Regions from separate parts of the Sus scrofa genome. Here region 1 is linked to region 2. Evidence: chromatin contacts called from public Hi-C data. All regions are on one chromosome and are shown on one strand. Each heading gives the region's core, a stretch centred on a gene start, on an enhancer-like site or on the middle of the called end of the contact. The rest is flanking DNA. Distances are from core to core; before and after follow the strand shown.

Region 1 (5,073 bases), core at 1,107-3,606, 71 kb before region 2:
ATACAGTCTTATTTAACTTCCCATCTCCCCTTTCCAAAATAAAAAATATTTTCTGGGTTGTGCCCCCTTGATGTCCAATTACTTCATTTGTATCTATGTCAGTGCTAATTGAACTTATTATTTCTAAAAGTGTATATGTAAATCCCTTTGGATTTTCTTCAGCCAAAGTCATTATTTATAAATGAGATCGGTATTTCCTACTTCCATTACATACACAATTTACTTTTTTTCCTTGCCTTGCCATCTAGGTTAGACCACCATTACTGTGGAAGTAGTGAGAGCAGGCATCTTTGTCTTGTTCCAGTGCCGGAAGGCAAGCTTTCAACATTTCGCCACCACGTCTGGTGTTTGCTGAAGGGTTTTTGTCAGTACCTTTTGGTTGGTGAAGGAAATTCTTCTCTATTTTTAGTTTGCAAAGAGTTTTTAATCAAAAATGAATGTTGCATGTCTTCAGCTGCTTTTTCTCTGTATGTATTGAGATGTTCATATGATTTTTCTTCTTTATTCGGTTAACTTAATCATTAATTACTTAATTTAGTGAGTACCTGGTTGACTAATTGATTTTTTTTTTTTTTTTCTGTTTTGGCTGACCCGAGGCATATGGAATTCCCCGGCTAGGAATCAGATCCGAGCCATAGTTGCCACCTAAGCCAAAGCTGCGGCAATGCTGGATCCTTAACCCACTGTACTGGGCTGGAGGTTGAACCTGCGTCCTGGTGCTCCCAGCACACCACTGATCCTGTTGTGCCACAGTAGGAACTCCAACTAACTAATTTTTGAATATTGAACAAACCTTGCATTCATGGGCCATTCTTTGTGAAATGTAGAGTATTATCTTTTCTCCACGTTGTTGGGATGAAAGTATTAGTATTTGGTATGGAAAGGTATGAGTGAGATGGATCCATAATTTTTCTACTTTTAATAATGTCTCTGTCATTTTTTTTTGGAATCGAAGTTATACCCGCTTCCCAAAAGAGAGTTAGGCTAATGAAAGAGTTTACATTTCTAATTTTTTAAGATATGAAAGGGCACAATTCAAAACCTTTTCATGTCTCTCTGAAAAGTTTGCTAGTGTTGCATAGAAAGGCAAAGCAAATTTTTGTTTTTCTTTTTTACATCACACCTTAAGAAGTCATGGCTGACTGTGTCTGCCTATGAAATAGCCTCTTAGGGAAGCTCTGAAATCCTCAGAAAAAAGAGATCTGCCAAACTCCTAATGCCAGGGTCCTAGGCTGCCCTGTAAAGCTCAGGTCTAGTGATGAGAGCAGGTCGAATAACCCGTTATTGCTAGTGGAAGACTCTAGCAGGGCACAAACCCTGGGGAAGATGTCAGCCTAATTTAGTATTTTTCTCTCCCTTGGTCAGGACTGAATACAGATGTATTAGATGCCTCAACATTGATCTTTCTTTAAAAAAATTATGGTGAAATGTGCATAACGTAAAATTTGCTGTCCTGGCCATTTTTAGGTGTATAGTGCGTGGTGTTCAGAGTTTGTGCAACCATCACCATCATCCATCCCCAGACGCTTTCATCTTCCCAGAGGGAAACTCTGTCCCCATTAAGTACGGACTCCCATTCCCTCCTCACCAGCCCCTGGCAAGCACCACTCACCTTTGTGACTCGACTCTAGGGACCTTGTTGAAGTGGAATCATTCAGTATTTGTCCTCACGAGTGGCCATTTTCCTTGGCATTTTGTCCACAAAGGTTCACTGCGTTGTACCATGGGTCAGGACGTTCTTCCTTTGAAGGCTGAGTAATATTCCCTTGTGGGTATAAACAACATTTGTTTATCCGGCCATGCAGCCTCGGCTTGTGGTTGCTTCCACCGTTTGCCTGTTGTGAATCATGCTAGAATATAGGTGTGTAAACACCTCTCTGAATCCCCGCTTTCGGTTGTTTGGGGTATATATCAATATTCTTTCTTCAGTGTAGAAAAAATTATATTCAGTTTAGTTCAACCCACTCACTGCAGACTTTTGTACTTTACCATGGCAAGTCAGTGAAAAATAGAGCAGATTCTGGCTGGTGGAGGGATTCAAGTTTGAAGAAGACACATTACTCAAAATAATAATAATAGTTCATGCTACTGTTTAATCATAACGCCAGTTTTCCATTAATGACTTGTAGCATCTTGGGAAATGGGTCCAACAATAGCATGCATTCGGAATTCTCATTTTTCTCATTTTTTTTTTTTTTTTTTTTACTGTAGCCAAAAAAATAAAAGTGGGAGCTGTGGAGTCAGATACTGTGGAGAAGGAATACGGTTCTTGCTTTTTTTGCTGTGTTACCCGAAGCCATTGACTGCCCTCTCTGTGGTGCGGGCTTGATGCTGCGGCATTGATGTGTTGTGGGGCCATTGTGGGATCTGGGACGGGCTTGCACAGGTGACCTCAGAGGGAACAACGTGGTGGCTGCCACACTCCCCTCTCCCCAGGCTCCTGAGCTGGGGCTCCACCCCACCCCCACCCCCTTGGAGCAGCACCCCCCCCCCACTCACGGCCTGGCTGGGGGTGGAGAGCCCAGCACTTTCAGTATCAGCCCTCCACAAGGGTTGTTATTTTTCCTGTCATGTTTGTTGGGGTCCAGCTCAAGTTTGTTTTTCTTGCAGAAAGGCAGGAAGGCCAATTTGGAACACACACAACTCACATGTCATCGGGGGTGGCTCGCCCAGCGCCTGGCATTGGCTCCCTGACAGTTAAAAGGCGCAGGGCGGCCAGCCCAGGGCCAGCCCCGGGAACAAGGAAAAGGAGGGAGAAGGCGAGATGCTTATCTGCCCAGGCCTGGGGGGCGGGGGCCCATTCTTCTCCCTCCGCTGCTCCTCCCGGGGGACCCCTGGCCTCAGCGACAAGCCTCCGGCCCCAGGCCCGCGGCTGGGCGCCTCCACGCTCTGTCCACCCCTTCCTCTTACTGAATGCGTGAGGAAGCAGCCGCCCTGAGGAGGGAAAGTCTGCATCAGCAGAGATCCAGGCTGCAGCCTTGAGGGAGGCAGAAGCAGGAAGAGGGAGAGAGCATTTTCCATTTTGGACCCAAGACAATTGTGCGGTTATTGGAGAAGAGTGCGGTGTTTTTCCACCCTGGCTTGAGGGGTGTTGGGAGTTTCCTTACAGAAGCTTTCAGTGGTTTAGATGTTAGGGTGTCGGATGAAATGATGCTCTCCAGTGTGTGTGGAGGCTGATGGGTGCCATGTGGTGAAGTGGGAAATTAAATTAAAATATACACAAACAGGAGTTCCCATCATGGCTCAGTGGTAAGGAACCCAACTAGTATCCATGAGAACTCGGGTTCAATCCCCGGCCTCCCTCAGTGAGGTAAAGGATTGCCGGCAAAGAATCCGGTGTTGCCATGAGCTGTGGTGTAGGTTGCAGACGAGGCTCGGATCCCACATTGCTGTGGCTGTGGTGTAGGCCAGCAGCTGTAGCTCCGATTCAGCCCTCTAGCCTGGGAACCTCTGTATGCTGTAGGTACGGCCCCAAAAAGATAAAAACAAAGCTAAAGCAAAAACCATAAACAATAACATTTCTTAAATATATTCTGATCTTGGTAACTAAAGTTTCCTCAGTCAATTTATTAATGAAAATTTGGGGGATTCAGTGTTGCCTTGAAGGTATTTAGTCCCTGGAAGCATTATTGTTCTCATCTGTAAAACTGAGGTGGTAGGTAGGATTTGCTTTGCAAGGTTTAGAAAGGATTCAGAGATGGTACTTAGGGCATAATTTCTAACACCTAATGGCCTCCACCAAAATGACAGCTGTTATTGTGATTCCTACCTGTGCTCATCATTTTTTTTTTTTTTAAATGCTAATGGTTAGAGTTAGAAGAGAAGCTGGAACCATGGTTTTAGAGGATCTTCTTTGTGTTGACGTTTCTGTTTAGATGGGTTCCCCACTGTCCTTTAAGAAAGACATTTCACGTGCTTATCAAGCCCTTTGAAAATCCTTCGCCGCCTGTGGTGGATCAGGGGTCCAAAGAGGCCCAGCACGTCCCCCGCCCCCTCCCCATGGGCTCTTGTTTGGTGTCATGGCCACTCGTCGGGGTGGTGTACTTTCTCATCCCCCAGAATCTGGGCTGGCCCTGGGCCTTCGTGGACTGTGTGGAAGTTGTGGTCAGGGGCTGCAATGCCAGGTGTGAAGGAGGAAGGACGGCTTCTGTCTTTCTGTTCCTGGACGTCTGGAAGGTGCAGTCTGGCTCCTGGGGAGATCGAGGGGCCCAGAGAGGGACAGGGCCTGAAACTGTATAGAAAGGGAAACTCGGCATTTCACATCCAGCTGAGCCTGGACGCTGGGGAACCTGCCAGGCACATGTACCCAGGTCTGTGGCAGGACCACAAAGACTAGCAGAAGAAACCACCAGCCCATCCCCGGCTGCAGGATCAAGAGCAACTAAATGGTGACTATTTCAAGCTACTAAGTTGTGGAGTTTGTTTTTGTCATTTTGGGGCTGCACCTGCTGCATATGGAGGTTCCCAGGCTAGGGGTCAAGTTGGAGCTGCAGCCACTGGCCTACACCACAGCTCATCGCAACACCGGATTCTTAACCCACTGAGCGAGGCCAGGGATCGAACCTGCATCCTCACAGATACTGGTCAGATTCGTTTTCTCTGAGCCATGACAAGAACTCCTTTGGTGTGGTTTGTGATGTACACTGGATTATCAAAACATTGGGTCAACTAATGTTGAATCTCAGTTGCATTATTTTCAAATGTTGAGCGAGAATGGTTTTTGACTCATACAACTTGAGTTCCTAAGTATGATCTTGTGAAGACTGTATACTTGACGATTTTGTATTTTTCTAGATATACCAACTAGATCATTCTCCTGTTATAATTCTCCATTTCTTCTTCCTGGTCACTTTACCTTAAAATACAAGGTATTTTCAAAGTGTTGGTCTCGGTTGATCATAGTGAATATTAGTCATACTGAGAATTTTTAATGATTATTTCCTTCATTTAAATTGACGGGATTATCTTTAAACTCTCAAAGTAGAAGATGAAATTGCTGTGTAATTTTTCTGCAGAAGGTAGAAGTGAATTTGAATTATTAATTTAGTAAATGGTGCATTTTTAATTTTGATG
Region 2 (5,383 bases), core at 2,153-4,652:
GGGGTCTAATCGGAGCTGTGGCCGTTGGCCTATGACACAGCCACAGCAACGTGAGACCCGAGCCGCGTCTGCGACCTACACCACAGCTCACGGGAACGCTGGATCCTTAACCCACTGAGCGAGTGGGTTTGAACCCGCAACCTCATGGTTCCTAGTCGGATTCATTAACCAGTGAGCCACGACAGGAACTCCGACAGACTTTTCAATAAGGATCTAGAACCCTAGTAGAGTCCGGAGCTGGGAAAGACGTGAGATCAACAGTGAGGAATAAATAAAACAGGCACTGACACGGGCATCATGGAGTCCTTGATTTTTAATCCTCACCGTAATCATGAAAGGGGGTTATTTTGATCCCCACTGGATAAGAGAGCCTACCACCGTCTGAAAGCCTCGTTGATCCTCCGGGTCCACAGTAGTAACCGATGGGCAGGTAGCTGTCATTGTTCTGTTCTGACTCCAAATCCCATCCTCATTTTTCTGCAGAACCCTTACTGCCACTTCAACCCAGAAAACAGCAGACGTGGGCTAGAAACAAATCTAAGAGCAAACAGCGGCGAGAGTGGGCCCTGGGCGGAGCAGCCGGCTGCCAGGTGGTCAGGGAGAAGGGCCCGGGGCTGGGAGGGCCGAGGAGGAAGGGGCCTGGGCGCCCGCAGGCCCGGCTCCCACGCAGCCAGCCGCCTGCGAGCAGATGCTGGGCCGGTTTCCTCCGATTCCACATCCATTGTTCTGCCTTTATTACAGGGTCTCACTGTCCATCACAGACGGAAGTGAAATTGGTCTGCAATGGTTTCCTCTCCCACAGTCTTCTTGATTGTGTATTGATAGATGGCTTTTAAATATAATATCCTTACAGACAGGAAAATTAAGCTGATCTATCCATTTAATGGCCAGCACTGGTTTTTTTCTTTTCTATTCTAACATGAGAGACAATGTCTTTGCCTCTTCAGCCCCCCAAGACTTCCTTATTGTGTCCTAGTCTAAAAAAAGGCAGCTTAATTCCCAGGGTCACATCCTCCTGGTCAGTTAGTGGGGGGGACACTCTGGGTGCTATGGGGCATGGCCTCCCTTCTCCCAGGTCTCAGGCTGCAGCCAAGTGGCCACAGGTTTATGCAGGTGGGTGGGGAGGAGCCAGACCCCTGCTTTTCCCCAGGGCTTCCCTGCTGCTCGTCTAGGACCTGGAGCTCTTTTCTCTCCACTTTTGTGTCTCCAGAAGGCCTGTCTCTTTCTGCATGTACATTTTTGCCCGTGACTTGGAAACCACATGCTGTTTCTTTTTGTTTTCTTTCTCCACAGCCCACTGGGGTCCTTCGGATACTGGACAGAGCAGGCTGATGGTTGGCTTTTGTCCCTGTCTTTCTTTGGTAGTATTATTAGTTATTTCTGTGGCCCTGGAAATGTCTGTTGAAAGTACATTCCATTTTTCTTATAAAATTTTATCCTTAAGCCAAGAAATGGAAGCATTCTAAATACCCCATCATCAGATGAATGGATAAAGAAGATGTGGTACATATATACAATGGAATATTACTCGGCTATAAAAAAGAAGGGAATTTTGCCATTTGCCACAACACGGATGGATCTTGAGGGCGTTATGCTCAATGAAATAAGTCACCGAAAGACAAATACTGTATGATATTGCTTGTATGTAGAATCTAAAAAATACAACAAACTAGTGTATGTAACATAAAAAAAGACTCACAGATACGGAGAACAAACTAATGATTACCAGTGGGGAGAGGGAAGGGTCGGGGGCAGGGGTGGGAAATTTGGGGATACAAACTATACGATAAGCTATGAAGATACATTGTACAACATGGGGAACATAGCCAGTATTTTATAATAACTATAAATGGAGTATAACCTTAAAAATTGTGCATCACTCTTTTGTACACCTGTAATTTATGGATTATTGTACATCAACTGTACATCAAAAAAAAAACCTTTATCCTTAAGATTTTCTTCCGTTCTCTCTGCTCAGATCTAAACTGTATTCAGGGGTGCTTTTCTGACACCCATGCCCGCAGTGCTTATTTTTCTTAACATCACAAATACTATTGTTAGATGATTGTTAGTTTCACTAATGTTTATGGAGGAATTTTTAGAAGCACTTTCTTAGGCTACCATCTTCTCATTCAATCTCAAATAACTCATGAGGTAGTTACTGTGCTCATGCTCCATTTGGTAGATGAGGAAACTGAGACACGCCAAATAATATGCTCTCATCTGAGGCTCGCTTGTGGTGGTGCTGGGGTCGGGCCAATCCTGTCCCCCTGGGAGGCTGAGCCACTGCCCGGGATGTTCTGCTTGGGGCTGACGGAAACTTTGAGAGTGGACTGACTGACTGGGTGGTCCAGAAAGGCCCCCTGGGCGACACCTGTTCTCATTCCCACTTTGAGAACTGCTTCCACCATTAAACAGAATTCCCTTCAATTTGTAGAAATTAAAATCAAGGAGCCAACCCATCTGAGAACTCATTTAGAAAAATTATTATCCTAAAAGCTTATATTTACCTCTTAAAAGGCATTCTTTCTTGTCCTGAAGCACCTTTTAGCCAGGATCTGGCAACCTGAGTCGTATTTGGAACCTTTGAATTGGAACAGAATTTTTACACTGTTTATCATCTTGTGAGGGTTTTAAGGGGAAAGTGTCAACATAAATTTGGAATTTCCTGACTTGTGCAGATTTGAGTTATAATCTTGACATGACTAGAAAGGAAATCTTAAAAAAATATTTTAGAGTGCTTTATTGTGGAAACGTCCCGACCATTTTCATCCCATTTTCCCAGAGAAACCTGACAGCCTGGGGAGGGAGGAGGGGGGAGGGGGGCAGAAGAACAAAACGCCGCTGGCCACATCCTTGAACTCTTTTGTGTGTTTAGAACAATGTCCAGTTAAAATCAAACAATATCGCTGCTAAATCGGTCTAAAATAGTCCTTGGTGAGGAGGGCTCCTGGAGGGGTGGCGAGCTCCAGGGTCTCTCGTAGAGGAGGGGTCAGAGTGTGACTGGGGCGGGGAGGGCTGGCAGGACGCGGCCTCCTCCCCAGGGCCAGGGCGATCGTGGGCTCCTGGACGGCCTGGGACCTCAACTCCCGCTCAAAGCAGCGCCGACCCCAGCGCTGCGCCCAAGTGGAACACAAACAAAAGCCGGGCAGGGCTGGGGCGGGCAAGGCTGCTCCGGGCGGCGAAGTCACCGAGTCTGGCTTTCTGGCCAGATTTCCTCGGGAAGGCGAGGCGTGGCCGGCGCTGGGTGTGCAGCGCCGGGGAGGGGACGCGCAGGCCGCCTTCAGACGGCAAGACCCGGCTGGCCCGCGGCCAGGGCGCCCGACGCCAGCCCCGGCTCTGGGCGGTGGGAGCGGTCGCGGCCGGTCACACAATGGCATTATCTGGGGCCAAGCGCGCTGCGGAGGCGCGCGCGGCTTCCTGCCCCCGCACCGCGGCACAGACTGTCCCGGCCCCCAGCGCCTGCGACGCGCTCCCGGGCGCTCGGTCGCCAGGCTCGGCAGGGAAACGTCTAAGCCACTCTTCCTTGGGAACTGCAGACGCTGCAATGCTGTCATCCATTGTATTTTTATCCGCGCTGGAGGCCCACGATCATGAGCCACCTGGGGAAAGGGAAGGACTTTCCAGTTTATGTCATGCAGGGATCGCTGGGGCGTCTCTGGCGGGCGGGGAGGCAGAACTACCTTCCCTGTAACGGGAGCTCTGCATACAGCGCATCATCTCATCACCAACCCGGGCTCCCCGCCCCGCTCCTGAATCCCTGAGCATCTTCTTCACCAGGAAAGCCAAGAGGCTGCGACCCAAGCAGGGAACCTGGCGAGGGTACTGGGGCGAGCTTGCTTTTAATGCCTAGTCATTACTGGCAGTGTATTTTGACTGAATTGGCTCTAAACTTTCAAACATAGCCTTTCGATTAAACTATCTTAACTTTTAAAGTCGTTAAACCCCAGTCCTACTACTGTGTCAAAAAGGACAAGAAACACTAGGTTTTGTTTGGTTGGTGTCCTTGGCTTTGGAATATTGTGATTAGATTATTAAACAACAGCCTAGGTCTTTCTAACTAGATGCCTACTGCCAGAACGTTTAAGACTCTAAGCAGCCGGCTCCCAGAAATCAGGGGTTCGATCCAACAGTTACCAGAAATGCTCTTAAACCTTCTGCTTCCGGGTCAGGAAGTTTTTGGCAGTGGGACTCTGCTCCTTGAGGAGTGTTGGGCCAGGCTGGTTTGGGGCGCTGGGGTAGCCCAGCCCTCTGCTCTGTGCTCAATGACAGTTCCCGCTCTTGCAGGGCAAAGCTGATTTCAGCAGACCTGGACGGCAGCTCCTGGTTTGCCCTCAATACCTAAACCAGCTTTGCCCCTCACTCTTACCCACGAATATCCCTCCCAGCCTTGCTTTTGTGGAAAAGAAAAAAAAAAAAAAGGCTTTTTTTGGCTTGGACTCAGCAGAATGCTGGCAAATGTTTAACAACCAGCAGCAAACCGCCCTGATCATACATTTGTCATGGCTTTCAGGGGGACGGGTCTAAAAGTGCAGAATTTTGTAAACTATAAAACCTTTGCATGGAGTTCCCTGGTAGCTCAGTGGGTTAAGGATCTGGCATTGTCACTGCTGTGGCATGGGTTTGATCCCTGGCCTGGGAACCTCCACATGCCATGGTGTGGCCAAGAAAACTCTTTGCAGCATGCAGAAAGATAAAGGGAATCCTACAAAAATGTTCAGGTACTTACTGGCCACCTTTGATAAAATCTGAACACTTTGATGTTTACCTGGGAGATTCTTTTAAAGAGAGAGTTGAGGAGAGTGCGGCTGCCTCTCCTCCCTCCTCCCCCATCCCTGCACAGGGATGGCTGCTGTCTGACCTTTGTGTTTTCCCACCTGCTGGACTCAGGTTCTCTGCGGGCTCACTGCTAGGTAAAGGCTGGCATTGATTCTGATGAGCCAGCACAAACTTTTCAATATTTTTGGGTGCCACCTTTGCCTGCATGTTTCCAGATATGTGTGTGTATGTACAATATGTAATGCTATCCTGCGTGTCTTAAAATTTGAAGATAAGTTGTGTCATAATGCATGTAACTTTTTAGATAAACTTTAGTGAGATATAGTGCACATCCACTGCAATTCATCTATTTAAAGTATATAATTCAGTTGTTTTTAATATGGTCTCATTATTGTGCAGACATCAGCATAGGTAATTGTAAGACGTTTTCATTACCTGACTCCAAAACAATCAGCAGTCACTCTCCTTAGTCCCGCCTCCTAGACCAAGGTGACCAGCAGTCTGCTTTCTTTTTTAAAAAATTTTAAAAAATCAACAACAACAACAACAAAAAGACAAAAAGACAAAAAAAATTTTTAAAAATCACTCAATGAATTTTATTACA

The links. Hi-C and Micro-C count contacts between places; a contact is called where the count stands out from the background.
Region 1: a contact with region 2 is called in a Hi-C map of heart right ventricle, with 1.9 times the contacts expected there. The contact joins two enhancer-like sites. A contact is called at or near these places in 3 of 47 Hi-C or Micro-C datasets (epiblast stem cells, heart right ventricle and skeletal muscle).

What each region holds. Positions count from the first base shown.
Region 1 is chr4:76,981,999-76,987,071 of Sscrofa11.1, reverse strand. No RefSeq gene overlaps it. Among named protein-coding and RNA genes, the nearest start is that of MRPL15, 91 kb to the left of the region's middle. Within about 2 kb of position 2,356, at least 9 of the 83 cell types and tissues checked have an H3K27ac peak or open chromatin away from gene starts, as enhancers often do.
Region 2 is chr4:76,912,155-76,917,537 of Sscrofa11.1, reverse strand. No RefSeq gene overlaps it. Among named protein-coding and RNA genes, the nearest start is that of SOX17, 58 kb to the right of the region's middle. Within about 2 kb of position 3,402, at least 23 of the 83 cell types and tissues checked have an H3K27ac peak or open chromatin away from gene starts, as enhancers often do.